3 separate regions of the Zea mays genome follow, and regions 2 and 3 are each linked to region 1. A link is a contact called in public Hi-C data. All regions are on one chromosome and are shown on one strand. Each heading gives the region's core, a stretch centred on a gene start, on an enhancer-like site or on the middle of the called end of the contact. The rest is flanking DNA. Distances are from core to core; before and after follow the strand shown. Region 1 holds the start of LOC103643388 (apomucin). Region 2 holds the start of LOC100285702 (folylpolyglutamate synthase). Region 3 holds the start of LOC100194236.

Region 1 (2,915 bases), core at 293-2,792:
TGGGCGCGACGGCAGTGCCGACACCGGCGACCTTCTCGTAGACGGTGGACGCCAGCTGCCTGCCGTACCCAGTGGTGCCCGCGGCCGCCGACTTGATCTTGTCGGTGTACCCTGCGCCTCTCGTCGCATCCGTGGCCTCGGGGGCCGCTCCGCGCTCCTCCGTGCGGGTGTTCGACGCCGGCGTTGCCTCCGTGCGTTCGTCGCCGCGCTTCCCCACGCCCACAGCCGTGGTGACGCCGGCAACCTTCTCATACACCGTGCTCGCTAGCTTCTTGCCGTACTCCGTGGTGCCGGCAGCCGCGTTCTTGAGAGTGTCCGTGTAGCTAGCGCCACCGCCACCGCCACCGTCCGCACCGCGCACCGTGTCCGCGGCCTTGTCTTTCCACTCCTCTGCTTTGGCGCCTTTCTTGCCCGCGCCCACGTGCGTCGGGTCGTCGGATAAGCTCATGGTCTCAAACTGCCGCACCACGGGCGTCGTACCTATGTCCTCACCCTCTGCAGATTAGCACATCGACGAGAAGGAAACGTGTCACTTGCGAGCGCAACACGAGTAGAGTGCCAAACAAAAGATGGAACAGAGTGCCATGATCGAGTTCGAGTCGGCGTGTGCCATACCTCGCGCGGTGGGCGTCGTGGAGCGCGGCGCGGCTGGATCCTCGACGACGGGGCCGCCGATATCACCGAGCCGCACCCTAGGTGCGGAGCCGTCGCCCTCCACCTCCTGCACCGCCGGTGTCCACGCCGGCTGATCGTACTCGGCGATGAGGTCCTGCACGGCGGGTGCCCTCGCCGACTCGTACACTGCAGACGGACGGATCGCGCAGACACGTAAGTACACAAAGACTTCTTGTGACCGAATCAGCCTAGCACCCGGTGCCGATTAACAGGTAGGAGCACTTACTCGGCGCGCCGTGCAGCTCGGGGTTGGGCTCCGGCTCCATGACGAGGGGCTTGTCCTCGACATCTTCCATGTAGCCGCCCTTCTCCAGCGCGGCCTCCCTCTCCGCCGCGTCCTCCTCCGCCTCCTCGCTGCTGTCGCTGCCGGCGTCCGCGTCTCCCATGCGCTCGCCGCCGCCGTGCTCACCGTCGTGGCCGTGGCCGTGGCCGGCGAGGGTGTTCTTGATCTTCTTCACCTTCTCCTTCACCTTCTTCAGCACGGCCGGCTTGTGCTGCTTCTCGTCGCGGTGCAGCTGGGCCTGGGCCTGGGCCCCGGCTCCTTCGTCCTCAGCTGCACGCGCGGCATCACAGAGTAAGGTGAGAGAGAGGACGCGTAGTTCTTAGTGCATACTAGCGATCGACTGGGTTGGCCGGCGGGGTCGTAGCTTAATAATAACTCACCTTCGCCGATGTTCCGGAGGCCGAAGTCATCGGGGACTTGCTTGCGCGCGAACATGGCCGGAGCGTCCATCGCCGTCGACGTCGCGACACAGAGCCGCTGTTTTTGGGATCGTGATCGGTGGTCCTGAATATCTGGCTGCTTATAGCGAGCTTGACTGGCAATGGCGAGAGTTGGTGCGTGGGTTGAGGGGTGCTCGACGATGAGGAGGATATAATAGGAGCGGGCCGGGGAGGCGAGGGCCACCTCGACGCACACGTGGTTTATGGCCGGGAGGGCAGGCGGACGCGTGGCGGGTGCAGAAACTGCCGTGCTTCGGTTGGGCTTGGGCAGGGAGAAGCGACTGGAACTTTGGAATGGGATGATCACGCTTGATGAGATCTCGTGGTCTCGTGGCCCGTCAGGTGGCGGCCTGGCGGGGCATGGGCACGCCGGTGGGGGGCATGCAACCCCACCGTGCCGCGTCGATCCTTTGCCTGCTTCAGTGCTTCTGCTTGTCGGCATACCGTATTTGGATGTTTGGATGAGGCCGGTTGAGGTGTGCACCCAGACCCTGATTTCTGCTCCTGGGACTCTGGAGGCTGCCTGGCTCGGACCTGGCCCCTGGGATAACTTTTCTCTCCTATCCGAGGCGGTCTATTGATCTATTCCATTCACTTCGCTTGACCAATTTCTGATGTGGCCTCTGGGCTGTGTGTGCCTGTGCACAGCCTGTTTGACTTCACTAGACCGTTTCTCCGGTGGGCTGTGCCTGTGCGCGGCCTGCTTCATGCGGAATTCTTTCTTCTTTGATGACATGTATGGGGAAATCTTTCTGTACTCCCAATTGCGCTCTTGTCTTGGGTGCCAGGGCCACTGCCACTGCTTCAACTTCAAGTACAAGTACCGGAGCACCAGGGTACGCCGGCCGAATATTGCATCGGAGTCACCCACGGAATAGAGCATGACAATATCTATGATCAAGTAGAATTGAACTTGAACATAGCGAAGCTCTTCCACGAGTTTTTGCTCTGCATATGTGCCATTCGTTCTGACATTTATATGAATTTTTATGCGTCTTTTTGACATAGAAGATATCACAACAAATTAGAATTCTAATATTAAACAAAAACATCTTACCAAATGATTTAAGACTAAAAATCTCAATGATGAATATTTATTCGGGCAGATAAGTGACGGGTACGGATATTATTTGCCGGATACATGTGGATACTTGATACTTGTTGGATAATGCATGAATTGCTTATTTATTAACTAGAATCTAGTTCGCGTGTAAGACAGTTGCACCAGGAGTATTGTATAGGCCATAAATCAGTATGACAATATAGTCCATGTCCAACACAATAGTTCGACTGTAATGACAAAATTCGAATCACATAATAATCTAATATAGCATAGGATATTTTTTTTCAAATGACATAAGATAGTCTAATGCGACATAAGATAGTACAACACATATGATATATAGTCTTTAATAAGATATGGGGTATTGGAGTTGATATGTGATGTATAGTCTGCTACTTTGATGTAAACTAGACATTATTTAAATAATTTCGACATGAATATGTTCATACAAAAA
Region 2 (2,915 bases), core at 258-2,757, 400 kb after region 1:
TGGCTAAATGAGGAGAATAACCTATAAAAATTCATTTAAATAACATAATATACTAGAGAAATAAATATAACTAGTTACGAATACGAGTTCTCCATAGTCACTAAGCAAGAATCACACAAAGACAATAATATCAATGTAAATGCAAGTGTGATGGCGATCAAACCGAATTAGGCAAGTGAATAAACACAATTATTTATCCCCATGGTTTGATTGCTTGCCTGCAACCTACGTCGTCGTGTGGCAAGGGCAAGCTAGGTTGTTGACACACTAATTAGTATCCCATACCAAGCCCACAATTAGAGCGTCATAAGAGTCACACTAGATTGATACCCCAATATGCCACGAGTCCATTAGAGTTGTTCTTTGTGAATCTTCTATAAGGATTGACCATAAGAGCCTCTAACAATCAATGATCAGAGTCGACAACAGTCACCGGTAGTCGTTCAATGTTCCTGCAAACTTCAAACCATATAGGTGGTGATAATCACTTCTAACTACCATAAGTTGCTCAACTAGTACCATAAGTTTCAAGAACAAAATGCACTAGACTATAAGTTCTCAAATCTCATCCAAATGATGATCCAAATGATGCAAATAAGTAAAGTGTGTTTCTTAGCTCTCAAGAAGTATGCACAAGTGAATGGGGTCATGAGGTGTCAGTCATGGCAGACCACAAAGTTCATTTATAGAACCCCAAAATAATCTATCAATTACCTTTTTAATGGGGCTAAAATTGGAGGCACGAGACATGTCCGGTGCACCGCTAATGCATGTACTTGACATTCTTGTGTGCTTCTGGCAATTATAATTCCAGCAACTGTAAACTAGTCGTTAGTGCGTGTGTTACAGTTGATGAACCTGATTACATGCTCTCCAAGTTCTCTATCCAGTGTGGTGTCAATGCAATACAGGATACATCCAATGGAATTGAAGTGGATGTGCTAGTTTACATGTTCTCTAAGTGCCCTACCTAGTACACCATCCGACGATCAGGTAAGGGAAATTTGGTGCACACTAGACTTTATCTATGCTAGCCTAAAAAACTATACAATATGTGTGAGCTTGCTTCATGTCCAGTGCACATGTCTAGTGCACCAGTGGACACGTTCGATACATTTGAAAAAGCTTTACCGAGAGCAATTTCTCATATCTTTCAAGCGTGATAACTCTCATATTTTGCTAAACATATTAGAGCATAGCTAACATTTTTCAAATTGTTTTCCATAAATATGTTTCCTTGCTCTGGAATGTGTCACTTAGCCTATATGCAATCTTAGACATACATGCAGTTTATTTTTCTTCTTCAATTGGTCGGCAGGATTCTTAATTTTGAGTGATTTTGTTTGCACTTCTAAGATTTTATAGAGCGTTTGCATTTCTATTGAAGTGCTACCTCTAGTATGATTTTTCCTTCTAACGATGATCGCATAAATGGCCCAATGGGCCAGCCAAAGCCCAGGCACGACTTTTTCGCCATAAAACTTGGCTGATCTGCTCCGCGCCACTCATCGAACATCGGAGAGATGCGCGCGGGCGGCGGCGCGCCTCCCCGACACGCACCACTCTCCCCGACCGCCTCCGCCACTGCCACGCTAGTACCCGCTTCTGTCGCCATGCCCACGCCGCGCCTCGTACACCTCCGCCACCTCCTCTCATTCCGCTCCGCCCTTCCCCGCCCGCTGGGTCCCAACCAAAGCCACCCGCTCCCCGGGTCGGTTCACCCGTCCCTTCTCCTCCCCCGTGCCATGGCTGGTGTCGCATACGCAGGTGAGCGATGACGAGCCAGCTGAGCCCGTACTGTTAAGTCTCCGTTGCCTTTCTGGCTTGTGAATCGATGGTGCGTGTGGAGCGCAGGTCTGGCGACGGGGTCGGCGGAATACGAGGAGGTGCTCGGGTGCCTCGCGTCGCTGATAACGCAGAAGGTGCGCGCGGACACCGGCAACCGCGGCAACCAGTGGGAGCTCATGTCCAAGTACGTCCAGGTGGGTGTCGCCGGGGTGTTTCCGTTTGGTTCGTGTCTCGGTGCCTTCTGCTGCTGTTGTTTCTGATTGAGGTGAGGTTGCGTTGTCAGATACTGGAACTGGAGGAATCCATCGCGCAGTTGAAAGTGGTTCACGTTGCTGGGACCAAAGGGAAGGTAACCGCTGCTTGTGTTGTTGCACCGTGGGGTTAGCTTTCTTATACAGTTCTGAACTGCTTCCGATGGAGTTAGCTATATATGCGGTTTTCAGTAACACACTTACTGGTGATCTTGCACAATCACCATTCATGACGGTAGTTGTTATGGAGTTATAACAATATCTCAGTGTGACAGTGACCAGTGCTGGATTCAATTTTTTTATGGAACACGCGGGAGAGCTGTGTATGTTTGTATTAAGAAGAGGATCCAGAACATTTGTTTCTGTTTGTCCTGTGTTTCCCTATAGAACAGTGGAGCCAGCATTTTACTGTCTTGTCATTAAAAAGAAAAGAGACATACAGGAGGAATCATGCGTCTTTAATTTCTGGGATACAGGGGGTATCTGAAATCATAATTGCAACCAGCAAAATCTTTATTGTAGAATTGGAAACCTCCATACCTGTGGAGTTTCTCTTTCCTGATAAATGGACTGGACTGCAAACTTTGTTTGCCAGACCAATGTAAATGAATGGAAGCTCTTTTGAGATTGTTCTAGCGCTCAATATACTGTGGAAACTCTATGCCTGTCTTGCAAAGGAAAACGTTTAAATGGATGCATCATGAGATCTCTTTATCTTTTCTATCCTTTAGGGTTCAACATGCACATTTGCTGAGTCAATCCTTCGATCATGTGGTTTCCACACTGGGCTCTTCACTTCACCACATTTGATGGATGTCCGCGAGCGATTTCGGCTTGATGGGTACTTTTCTTTGTTACTGCCTTTCAACCTTTATT
Region 3 (2,915 bases), core at 264-2,763, 270 kb after region 1:
TCAACGTGCCTACTGCCTACTATGTAACCGGCATAAGTGCATTTTATATGTTCAGTGGGAAAACATAATTCTAATATTCGCGTCATTTCGTGTGAGATGGCTTGGAGGACACCAAACCTTAGTCGTCACCTCTACCTTTTCCTCCTCTCCGATTTGATGGCACTAGACTGAACAAACAAAGGTCTGGCTTGTGAGGATAGTGTCAGTAGGGTCTTCGTGACTTCAGGCTTGTGCGGACGGCAACACCATGATGGGTTCTTGCGTCGGTGACCCCTCCACTCTTCAATCAAACAACAACAATCTTGAATTTAACTAATTCTAAATTTAACAAATAAAAAATTTATCCTGTATTTTAGTCGATGATCTGACAATTATGTTATCGGTATATATATGCTCAAATGGACTTGGTTTGTTGGGTAGCTAGCTTATGGCTTGGCACGATTTAACCCAGCTCGTTGCCCATTGAGCTCATGTTGATCTGGCTCGGTCACCGTGAGCCTTAGGTGCGGCATATTGGGTTAGGCCTAACACGATCTATTTTTGTTTTTTCACTATTTTTTCATAAACTATCTATATTATGTTTGAGTATAGAGTATAAAAAATAAGAAAATATGTGTGTTGTGTTGACTAGGTTAGGTGGATGTGAATGTGTGTTTAGAGCCAACAACCATGATTTAAACTTTCACATCCAAACCCTTTAGATGTTGGGGTTTTAGAGCAACTCCAGTCAAACTCTCCCAAATTTTGACTCATCTATGTTTAAGTTAATTAGGAGGGTTGTTCGTTTCGAATTAAAGTATGCTGTTTGGATTGCTTCAGCTGCAATAATAGAGACAAAAATGCTGTAGAATGAGTAGAAGTTGATACAGATTAAATCCAATCGAACATGTTGGAAGAGAGGATGAGGTGCTTCTTGTTCCTAAATTTTGCCTTATTCATAGGGCATGTTTGGAACCTTTCTTTTGATGAGATTTTGTGAGAATCTGACTATGGGGATAATTCTAGTATTGTGTGATTACGTGCGAAGAAAAATGAAGGAGTCTAGGATCCATAATATAGAAAGTGAAGATTCCTACTATCGCCATGAATTGATCGATTATGTGATCACTGTCCGTGCGCCCCTGATGGAGCCACGCAGGGCGCAGCTCTGTTGGTGACAGATGAAGATGTTCGTACCCCGCCCCCACGGTACCTTATTTACACGTCCCCCCAGCCCTCTGCGAAACGGCAACAAACGCGCTCGTGAACGGTGGTGGTTCGAGCAGAGCGGCACGACGCGACCGCGCCTACCACGTTCAAACCGACCCAAACGGGACGCCCCTTTGCCCTCTTTTCCCTCGGTCTCCACCCGGCCCGCCGCTCACCGCTGCCAGCTTCTGCAGCTCGCACCGCTCCCGAGTCCGAGTCCAACAAGGCTTGAGCAGCCGACGCCACCCCGGTCGGTCGACCTCCCTCTCCCCACCGACACCGCGGGCCCGCACGCAGAGACCCCGCATGTCACCGTCTACACTCGGTGACGGCGCGAGCAGGTTTCCAGCCGCGAGCCCCGCGACTGATCTGAGCTCGTGCCTGGCTAGCTAGTAGATGTCTCCGACCGTTGCCTTTAAGCTCGCACGCGAACCGTCCCACACTCTGCGCAAGCCACTGCCGCTGCCGCTGCCGCCGCCGCCGCCGCCTTCAGTCTCCGTCTCCACCGGTGCCCTCGTCTCCCAGCCGCTGCCGCCGCCGCCGCCGCCCCGTGAGAGCCGGCGCAGCAATCCGGTTGCTTGGGGACGCAGCGAGGATGGGCAGCACCAGCGCGTTCGTCATCAGGTGGATCAACTTCTTCACCATGGTCAGTCTCAGCCCGGCCCACCTCCATCCTTCCTTGCTCTCCCTTCTCCCTTCTCCAATCGGAGGAGCCGTCCTGCTTTCGTTCGGCCTCGCTCGAGGCTGATTCTCGATTCCTGCTGTCCCGGCGGCTGATTGCTGTTTGCTGAAGTACACTTCCCCCCACCATTTTACTACACCCTATCTCTGCTCTGCTTACTAGTAGTTTCGTGGCAAATAACTTGTCGGTGTTACTTTCTCGCGCCGCTGTTCCTGGGACAGATACTGGCGCTACTGGTGGTGGGCTTCGGGTTCTGGATGAGCACCCACGACGACGAGTGCAGGCGGACCTTGACCGTCCCCGTCATCGCCCTCGGTGGAGTGATCTTCCTCATGTGCGCGTCACCGTCCCGTGGCATCATTATGACCTCGGCGAACTGTCACGCTCCCCGCTTTAACCTCTCTGCCTCACTGACGATCTGTGCTGCAGATCGCTCGTCGGATTCCTTGGTGCCTGGAAGAACATCTCCTGCTTGCTCTGGACAGTATCCTTCCTCCTCCAATTAACCGGTTGAGTGAAGCTTTAATCGCTTTGGTTCCTTGGTACTTTTTGGAGTGCCATCTGTTGCCTTGACGTGTGGGTGCCTAGTATCTGATCATGCTGTTCGTGGTCTTGGTGGCAATCATGGTGTTCACGGTGCTCGCGTAAGTCCCGCCGCTTAATAACTTGTGCCGCGATGGCATTGGCACCACGGCCTTTGTAGCTGATCACTTTGTAGCAATGATGGTGTACCATTTTGGACTTTGGAGTTATTACTCCCAAGTCCTGGTTCTCAATTAACTGTCTGACTTAGGGGTGTTTGTTTGGGATTATAATCTGCCCAGATTATATAATGCAACAAATTTTGAACTAACCCCTTAATAACCTTTTTTCAGCAGTTTGTTTGTAGCTGTGAGGAACTCATTCTTGGTTTTCTACTGCTGCAGGTTTATCATAACAAACTCCGGAAGTGGCCATACTGTTCCTGGGGCTAGGTATGTGGATGACTGGATGTTAGTATTTTCATAGAAAGATCATGACCCTGCGAGTTCCAGCTCTACAGTAC

Evidence for each region. Hi-C and Micro-C count contacts between places; a contact is called where the count stands out from the background.
Region 2: a Hi-C map of ear shows a contact between it and region 1, with 2.7 times the contacts expected there. The contact joins the promoter of LOC100285702 here to the promoter of LOC103643388 in region 1. A contact is called at or near these places in 2 of 25 Hi-C or Micro-C datasets (bundle sheath and ear).
Region 3: a contact with region 1 is called in a Hi-C map of leaf, with 9 times the contacts expected there. The contact joins the promoter of LOC100194236 here to the promoter of LOC103643388 in region 1. A contact is called at or near these places in 12 of 25 Hi-C or Micro-C datasets (bundle sheath, ear, endosperm and 5 more) and 1 of 3 datasets of contacts at active chromatin or transcription factors (leaf).

What each region holds. Positions count from the first base shown.
Region 1 is chr1:231,143,546-231,146,460 of Zm-B73-REFERENCE-NAM-5.0, forward strand. LOC103643388 (apomucin) reads right to left here and starts at 1,543. Exons shown (of 5, transcript XM_008666551.4): 1 at 1,339-1,543; 2 at 902-1,228; 3 at 616-801; 4 at 1-495. The coding sequence starts at 1,408.
Region 2 is chr1:231,540,259-231,543,173 of Zm-B73-REFERENCE-NAM-5.0, forward strand. It overlaps LOC100285702 (folylpolyglutamate synthase), which reads left to right and starts at 1,508. Exons shown (of 16, transcript NM_001158593.2): 1 at 1,508-1,767; 2 at 1,855-1,982; 3 at 2,072-2,137; 4 at 2,771-2,880. The coding sequence starts at 1,524.
Region 3 is chr1:231,415,926-231,418,840 of Zm-B73-REFERENCE-NAM-5.0, forward strand. It overlaps LOC100194236, which reads left to right and starts at 1,514. Exons shown (of 11, transcript NM_001367049.1): 1 at 1,514-1,834; 2 at 2,092-2,204; 3 at 2,300-2,354; 4 at 2,459-2,514; 5 at 2,797-2,844. The coding sequence starts at 1,784.